Regions from separate parts of the Bombyx mori genome. Here region 1 is linked to region 2. The links are chromatin contacts, called in public Hi-C maps. All regions are on one chromosome and are shown on one strand. The core of a region is the stretch at or near the end of the contact, and the rest is flanking DNA. Distances in the headings are between cores, read along the strand shown. Region 1 overlaps LOC101735722 (segmentation protein cap'n'collar). Region 2 overlaps LOC101735722 (segmentation protein cap'n'collar).

Region 1 (4,745 bases), core at 640-3,139, 65 kb before region 2:
TAATAATATCATTATAATTAAAAAGGATTAAAAAATCAATGTGCAATTTTGAATTTAATTTATCTTTTGGTACAAGATAAAAACGAAAAAAAGCGGACCCTTATCTAAAAGAATTCAGCGTAAAACACAATCGACTTTAATGTTTCCGGGGTCGAATTATCGAGATTAATAAATAAAATAATTTATTTTTTTCATTGTCATTACCTACGCACAGAACATTCGATAGTGTCGTAAAGAAATTCCGAAGCGTCGATAAATCGACTCCCTATTGATGCCACTAAAATGCGGAGCGTCGGAATACTGACTATTGCCCAGTTCGATTAGAGGTATTAAGTATCAACCTGTACGGACGTTTCTTTATTTCTCTCTATGCTGATAGCCTTGAGAGGCTATTTCACCTTCACCCTAACGTGTGAAGGTGAGCTCACGGGGCTCAAACCGGAGTGGTGCTAAAACTGACCCTAGCAAGAGCAGAATCTACCACCGGATCGGAAAGCGCCTGAGGAGATCAGGCGAGAAGGTGTCTTAGAGCGTATAACGTTTTTAATGAGTTAATAGTAACATTTATAATTAATCATTTAAATTTTATTTCGCTATGAATAATTTAGCGTTGATTTTTAAGCTATAGCTTCTATCGCGGGCCTTGAGCGCGGCGACTGAATCGAGAAATTCCGTAACGTAAATAACCTGACACCCCCACTACGCCTACTATGTAGGTCGCGATCAACAAATTCACACGTTGCGCTGGTGTAGTGTTTGTGAATAAGCGCGCGGCGTGACGTCGCACTGCATGAGCATCATGAAAAGTCTGCCCATCTCTCTCTCGCGCGGTCTAGCTTATGAGTGTGAAGGGGACAGTTAATGTTTTGCTTTTGTTAATGTTTATAAATATAGCGTGGTCTTATTTTTATTATTGTTTTAATATTAAATTATTATTGTCTAATTGTAATTGCATAAGTTGATAAAAATGCTTTGCAATAGCTTTACCGCGGCAGTCCCCGAGTGCCACACGTCTTTTTTTTTAAATTAAAGCCTTTTATAAGGTACAAATTTATTTTTCTTCAAAAATCATTAAGGAATTTCTGTAAAATAGATGAAAATAATTTCCTACAATATTTAACGTATCGTGCCAAAATGGCGTTCGGAACGTTTTCAATTTTGCCGCGTAAAACTTTCGGTGCGGTGTAACTACTAATCAGAGAAAAAAAAAATGTAGATTTAATCACATTCATATATCTTTTTGTAACATCAGACGAGTCCAACAAAATTAACATAAAAAAAACACTAACCGTATTAAACCAAAAAGATACATACAAATTAATAAAGTTATTGAAACCGTTCGCTGTTGACATTTTGACGACAGCGCCATCTGTGACCAAATAGTGGAAGCCCGAATCGATATTGTATTTTATATATTGGCGCCATCTATACGTCGCCAACCTAAAACGTGAGACACGTTTCTGGTCTTTTGTGCTAGATGGCGCATTCAGTCTAAAAAATTAATTCTTCATCAGCGCCAAGAAAGTTGATTTTGGATTTTTAAAATCTAATTCACTATGATTGATACGGTGGTGCATTAGTTAATGGTTTAACTGTTGACGCGTCGTGGGTCGTTAGTTCGATTCTCGCATCGGGCAAACATTGTATCTATACTGATAGTAGAAACTCTTGTGAGTCCGCACGGGTAGGTACCACCGCCCTGCCTATTTCTGCCGTGAAGCAGTAATGCGTTTCGGTTTGAAGGGCGGGGCAGCCGTTGTAACTATACTGAGAACTTATACCTCAAGGTGGGTGGCGCGTTTACGTCGTAGATGTCTATGGGCTCCAGTAACCACTTAACACCAGGTGGGCTGTGAGCTCGTCCAACCATCTATGCAATAAGCAATAAAAGTGCAAGTTGCCTGACCTTCGTTCATCGCCATATCCATCAGCTGCAGGTCCTCGTCGTTGAGGATCGACTGGAGGAAGCCGTCCTGGTTGACTGGCCCCGGCATCTCGGCGGGCGTGTTCTGAAACCAAGCGAAGTTATCAGGGTTTCTCTCGCAGCGGATCCCCCCATGACCCCATCTGATCCTCCTGCTGACACCAATAAGGACCGTCATCTATTTACGAATTTTGCGGATATTTTTCTGGACCGATTTAAAAAAAAAGAGGCACTCGATTGTGTTTTTTAATACGCTTTTATTAGCTTGAGACGTATGTATGTTAGTAGTATGTAACGGAATCTTGGAGCATGATTTTGAGCCCCTTAAAAACGTCGGATTAACTCGAAATTTGGTATACTTATTAGAGATCGATGACAATTCAATATTGAAAAAATTTAAATTCAACTAAAAAATTAAATATAAATAATAGTTTAAAAAAAACTAACAAAATACGCTTTTATAGAAAATCCAATTAGAAAATAGAAAATAAATAATAATAAATTTGAATTGAAAAAAGTGCAAGAAAAAATTATTTTATTGTAAATTTGAATGAAATTTTCTGTGTACCTTCAGGTGGATTCGAGAATGGTTTAGATTTAAAGATCAGCCGTCAGACGGCGCTGCAGTCGATATCTAGGTTATTTATCTTTCCTAGAAATAATTTATGTCGCAAAACAACGTTTGCCGGGTCAGCTAGTCTATACATATATATAATTATAATTATATTCTCGTTACCTGATAATAAACTCCATCCTGCTGTTGCGAGGGATGAGTACTCTCAACTTTGTACCCCCCTTCTATGGGAGCAGTTGCCCCTACTGGGAATCAAAGAAAAAAAAAACTTTTTTTTTGTATTTCTGCAAAGGGCTCATGTGCCTGACTTTGAAGGGTGGACCTAATGGTGTACTGTAAAATGTGACCTTAGAGCTTCCGTCTCGAGGTGGGTGGTGGCATTTACGTCGTAGATGTCTATGGGCTCGGGCTACCACTCAATACTAGGGGTGGGGGACGTCGTCCCCGGGTACCCCGGTCCCCGTCGGGTAGCATGGATGATCCTTTGCTAACAATAAGAGTAGGACCATCTTTCTACCACACTTTCCCTCGTCAAGGCAGAGTCATTGTTAGCGCTGTCATAAGCCAGTCTACCACCTAAAGGTCTAGAGGTCCTACCACCAATACAAAAAACTGGTGGTAGGACCTCTTGTGAGTCCGCACGGATAGGCACCACCGCCCCGCCTATTTCTGTCGTGAAGCAGTAATGCGTTTCGGTTTGAAGGGTGGGACAGCCGTTGTAACTATACTGAGACCTCAGAACTTATATCTCAAGTGGGTGGTGCATTTACGTCGTAGATGTCTATGGGCTCCAGTAACTACTTAACACCAGGTGGGCTGTGAGCTCGTCCACCTATCTATGCAACAAAAAAAAACACGTTTTAAATCTAGAATGAAATCCTCTAAACTTTGACTCACCCTTCTAAAAACGAAGAGAGAATCCTCTGCAGTAACAATGTTCCGACATGACTCACCATCAGCAACTTACCGTACGCATCCGGATGTTTATCGGCCACCGGAGCCGGGAGGGGTGCGTGCGGCGCGTGCGGCACGTGAGCAGCGTGAGGTCCGTGAGGTCCGTGGGGTCCGTGAGGTCCGTGGTAGTTCGGAGCATAGCCGGCCGCTCCATGGGCGCTGTAATGTAACTCTCAGATGTTTACACAGATACATGTGATATTGAGTTCCCCAGGGACCGAACCTCGCCATCCCCACTGGTGTAATATGGTTTTTGAGGACATCGCCCGGTGCAAAGTGGTTATTGACCTGGAGAAATGAGGTCTAAGTCTGTCTCGTCCAGTCACGAGAAAGGCAATGTCGAAGGTAATGTTTGTAGGTAGTTATTGACCTGGCGAAATGAGGTCTGTTTTGTCCAATCACGAGAAAGGCAATGGCAAAGGTAATGTTTGTAGGTGGTTATTGACCTGGCGAAATCAGGTCTGTCTCGTCCAGTCACGAGAAAGACAATGGCGAAGGTAATGTTTGTTGGTATCCATCCCCACGCGATCGAATCTATGATGAGGAGTTTCGTACGATAGCCACGGCAACCGTTATAGCGCCCGAAGGATTGTTATGTTGAAATTGGATTGATGATAGAGTTTCTTGTTAGTCCGCACGGGTAGGTGCCACCACCCGACCTATTGTTGCCGTTACGCAGTAATGCGTTTCGGTTTGAAAGCTGAGGCAGCTCGTGTGCTCTAAAACTAAGACTTGGAACTCATGTCTCAAGGGTGACGTAATCAAGTTGTTGGTGTCTATCGCCTTGTTTACCAATGGTAATTTTATTTTTATTTTTTATTGCTTAATTGGGTGGACGTTCTCACGGCCTATCTGGTGTTAAGTGGTTACTGGAGCCCATAGACATCTACAACGTAAATACCGCTACCTACCTTGAGATATAAGTTCTAAGGTCTATAGTTAGAACGGCTGCCCCACCCTTCAAACCGAAAAGCATTACTGCTTCACGGCAGAAATAGGCAGGGCGGTGGTACCTACCCGTGCGGACTCACAAGAGGTCCTACCACCAGTAATATACGCAAATTATAATTTTGCGGCGAACTCTGCTTTGGCGGGGATGGTGAGTATTCTTTCGGCTGGTGTTTCAAGCGTTCGAAGCGGTATCGTCACCTGATGTTGTGCGGGTGCTGGTGGTGATGGTGGTAGTGTTGGTACTGCTCCGGTGGCGGCGGGATGGTCAGCAGAGAGGCGAGGTCCTGCCAGCGTTGCTCCACCGACATCGACCGCATCAACGACTGCCGACAAGGAGACGAG
Region 2 (4,268 bases), core at 616-3,115:
TGACATGTCCTTCTTCAAACGAGGCTTGTGGAGAGTATTAAGCAGTAGGCAGCGGCTTGGCTCTGCTCCTGGAATTGCTGAAGTCCATGGGCGACGGTAACCACTTACCATCAGGTGGGCCGTACGCTCGTCTGCCTACAAAGGCAATAAAAATAATAATAATAATAATTTGAAGCCCTACATATTGGAATCCTTATTATCAATGTGTATGTACCGATTAGATTGGCGAATCAAGAAATATTTAGCTGCGAACGTAGGAATTATCGCGGCAATTTGCAGCAGCTTGTCTCTGCCCCTAGCATTGCTGAAGTCCATGGGCGACGTTAACCACTCACCATCAGGTGGGCCGTACGCTCGTTTGCCTACTAGGGCAATATTTTTTTTTATGAGGCTTCGTTCACACATCAGTCACAAAACGGAACATAAAAACGTATTCTAAGAGAGAAAATTTTTTTACTAAGAAATAATCGAATTTTAATATTAATGTCTGTGCGTCCGTTACAATTTGGACTTCAAATGCAGCCGAACGTTTGTTTCGATTCCCCGGGGGCGTCTCTGCCTGCCCCCCTCGGGCGCACCATTATGAAGATGACGAAGCAACTTTGGCTCCAACATACCCTTAAAAATATACGGTCTTTTGTTTTTTAAGAACATGCTTTAGGCTGCTGCTTAGTGGCTCGCGGACCGTCCGACGGTAAGCCATCGAAAGTATCGTACGAGGTGAAACTATAATTTGATGGTTCTTTTGGTTTTGGTGAGGTAGAGTAGGAGATATGATTCCGTACTTAAACCCCTCGCGCTTCACCGGGCTTCCCATCATTCGCGTCATTCCGTCTAACCGTATTTGTATCGTGTACTAGCTAATGATTCAGCCAGATGTCTATGGGCTCCAGTAACCACTTAACACCAGGTGGGCTGTGAGCTCGTCCACCCATCTAAGCCATAAAAAAAAAAGCTTCAAGTGGCAGCTGAAGTCATCAAGGTGCATGCCACGACTCAGCACGAGACAGGAGTCTAAGTCTGACTGCACGAACCACGACTGCACCAATGCTTCGAAACCAGATTGACTGCCGCCAGTACACAGCGATTTTACAATACTACTTACCATTTACCACTAGGAAATGATCGCAGCGCACTGGTTTAATGCTCAGAGAAACCGGCTGTCCAATCTCCCATGACTCCCTCAGTCATCTACCGCATCCACTTATTTATTTATTTATTGCTTAGATAGTTGGTCGAGCTTACAGCCTACCTGGTGTTAAGTGGTTACTAGAGCCCATAGACATCTACGACGTAAATGCGCCACCCACCTTGAGATACAAGTTCTAAGGTCTCAAGTACAGTTACAACGGCTGCCCCACCCTTCCAACCGAAACGCATTACTGTTTCACGGCAGAAATAGGCAGGGTGGTGGTACCTACAAGTGCGGACTCACAAGAGGTCCTACCACCAGTATAAAGTGGGAGAGACTGTTGCTATTACAGACTTACAACACCTAAAGCACCCAGGAAAGGCGGTAACCGAACTCGGTAAAGAGTTCGACGTGCAACCAAACCTATGCATCAGCTGGGTTTCGATCCGGTAGTAGATTCATTCGCGAAGCAGCTGCTCTTGAGGTCTCTTTCGGAGGCGGGCAGCTGTTAGCTAATCCCACCCCTCCTGCCTGAGCTTTTGCTCGCCTACACGTCCTACCGAATCAGGGAAGGCCTCCAGGCCACCAGTGCTTTTTCAATCATATAAAAAAACCCACAAAAGCGCAACAAAAATATCGGAACATAAATTTGCCACTTGAAAGCGCCCCTCATGTGAATCCACCCCTCTGTAACACATAAGGCTGATAAACCGAACCCTTATTTATTGGCGCTATCAATGCCCCTGGCACCGAACCCTTATTTAATACCGTTGGGGGAGAATCGGGGAGGTTTCCGTGTATGACATATTTATATAACGAAACTGGTTTTAGCTTGTGATAATTTAAACTTAAGGCTCATGTCGTGAAGAGTGGAAGGGGGTATTTAGAGACCGCTCGGGTTGATACCACCGTTCTGCCTATTAGGCATTTACGTTGCTAATGTCTACGGGCTCCTGTTACCACTTCATATAACAGAAGGGCAGTTTGTTCAGCTAAATAATAAACAACAGACTAAGCCCACTGAGTTTCTCGCCGGATCTTCTCAGTGATTCAAATCCAGTAGTAGATTCAGCGAAGCACTGCTCTTGCTAAGGCTAGTATCGGCAAATTCACTCAGGCTAAGCCCCGTGAGCTCGCCTACGAGTTAAGTCGAAGTCAGAACAAATGCTCGAGTAATATCCACATTCACCTAATACTCATCATCACACATGACAACGAACCGAACCCATAGACACAGCCCACTGAGTTTCTCGCCGGATCTTCTCAGTGGGTCGCGTTTCCAATCCGGTCGTAGATTCTGCGAAGCACTGCTCTTGCTAAGGCCAGTGTTAGCAATACACCCGGTTTGAGCCCCGTGAGCTCACCTACACGTCAAGGAGAAGCTGATATAGCCTCACAAGGCTATCAGCATAGGTAGGAAAAAAAATGAATACAAAATAACCACATCAACATACATTTTCAATTCAATACAAATAAATCACTCACCGGTTTCCGTGTCGACGGTGTAGGATAGGCCAGCCCAGGGATCATCCTACGGAGAAAATAATAGGCGATATCAGATCTGGTCTTCGTTATGCTTGTATCGAACGACGCGATTTTTACTTAAAAGAGTCTTTGTAGATCAAGTATCACCCGTATTACCCTAGTGTGACCTAGTATACGCGCGGTCACAATGGAACAAGTCCATTTAGAGCAGGGGCTCTCAAACTTAGTTTTTCTACTGCCCACTTTGAGAATAAACAATTTTTTAGCGCTCCCATTTTTTCACCTACTTCAAAAAACACTATAGCGAGAACTCAGTCGGTTTCTAAGAGCCCTCCTAGATGAAATTACAAATCGCCTCCCAAGCCTCTACACAACGCCTCCTTTTTTTTCTGGGTCTCTTACCGCCCTCCTTTAGGCCTGCAGCGCCCAGAAGAGGGCGTTATCGCCCACTTTGGGAAAGGCTGATTTAGAGTACTGTGGCTGACGCTCCTGAAGGCCCTACCCCGCACCACAGTTTAGCTCGCGTTAACGAACCGCTCAACTTACTAGGACCTCTTGTGAGTCCGCGCGGCTAGGTACCACCACCCCGCCTATTTCTGCCGTGAAGCAGTAACGCGTTTCGGTCTGAAGGGCGGCGCAGCCGCTGTAACTATACTTGAGACCTTAGAACTGATATCTCAAGGTGGGTGGCGCATTTACGTCGTAAATGTCTATGCGCTCCAGTAACCACTTAACACCAGGTGGTCTTTGAGCTCGTTCACCCACCTAAGCAATAAAAAAATTGGTTGTCTGTAAAGTCGGTTTACTGACGATAGTTGAACGTGACAAAGTCATAAGAAAATACTGATGGAATGGTTTCATTTTTCAAAAGAAAATTTTAATTTTATTTGTTTGATAGATATATATGTAAATGTATTATTGTATAGCAGCTGTCCACGCGGATGCATCGCTCACTCAAGTAGGAGAGAGACAGATGTCGAACGCTGCCGAACGCGGAGGCCGATTGTGCCTCTTTGTCGCTCGTTGCGCGCTCTCGCTTGTACGTCAAGCCTTAAATGGAACGCCTCAGAGCGAGGTAACGTCGCCTGAGTCATGTTTTCTCGTGCATGCAGCCGGAAAAAAAACTCACCTCTTTGACTTCGGGATCCAACAACGAAGCCTTGACCTTCTCTATCTCAACCTTCTTCAGCTCTTCATCTTCATAGTTCTTCTGGATCCTATCTTTGGCCTTCAGCAGTTCCTTGTCGATTTCCTCCCCCAATACCTTCGTGGCTTGCGGACCTTCCTAAAAGTTCAGGTAAATATTAAAGAGATAAGTGCCTTGGATGTAGCAGTAATTTTGTGTAACATTTTTAAAGATCACACTTCGATATAACCATCATATAACGCGGTATTTTACAACACGGTTCCAGCTTAACACGAAGAGTAAAATTCCCCTTTTTTTTCGTACCTATTCTAGTAACATCGAAGGGTTATTCTAGATTCAGCGAGCTAGTAGAGCTAGCAAGAACCATGCTTCGCAGAATCTACCACCGGATCGGAAACGTGACCCACTGAGGAGATCCGGCGAGAAACTCCAATGAACACAATCTCCAATGACCAGGTTAATGCAGTGGCATCAGTGCTGATAAGTACTAACCGGCTGTATTGG

The links. A called contact is a pair of places that touch in the nucleus more often than the background predicts.
Region 1: a contact with region 2 is called in a Hi-C map of middle silk gland, with 1.6 times the contacts expected there. The contact joins two enhancer-like sites. A contact is called at or near these places in 2 of 7 Hi-C or Micro-C datasets (middle silk gland and whole pupa).

The regions. Positions count from the first base shown.
Region 1 is chr11:1,782,650-1,787,394 of ASM3026992v2, reverse strand. It overlaps LOC101735722 (segmentation protein cap'n'collar), which reads right to left. Exons shown (of 22, transcript XM_038014016.2): 8 at 4,602-4,726; 9 at 3,466-3,611; 10 at 2,661-2,743; 11 at 1,907-2,009. Among protein-coding and RNA genes, the nearest start is that of LOC101735854, 52 kb to the left of the region's middle. Within about 2 kb of position 1,889, at least 5 of the 8 cell types and tissues checked have open chromatin away from gene starts, as enhancers often do.
Region 2 is chr11:1,717,733-1,722,000 of ASM3026992v2, reverse strand. LOC101735722 (segmentation protein cap'n'collar) reads right to left here. Exons shown (of 22, transcript XM_038014016.2): 3 at 4,257-4,268; 4 at 3,747-3,902; 5 at 2,618-2,663. Among protein-coding and RNA genes, the nearest start is that of Mir3356, 9.7 kb to the left of the region's middle. Within about 2 kb of position 1,865, at least 2 of the 8 cell types and tissues checked have open chromatin away from gene starts, as enhancers often do.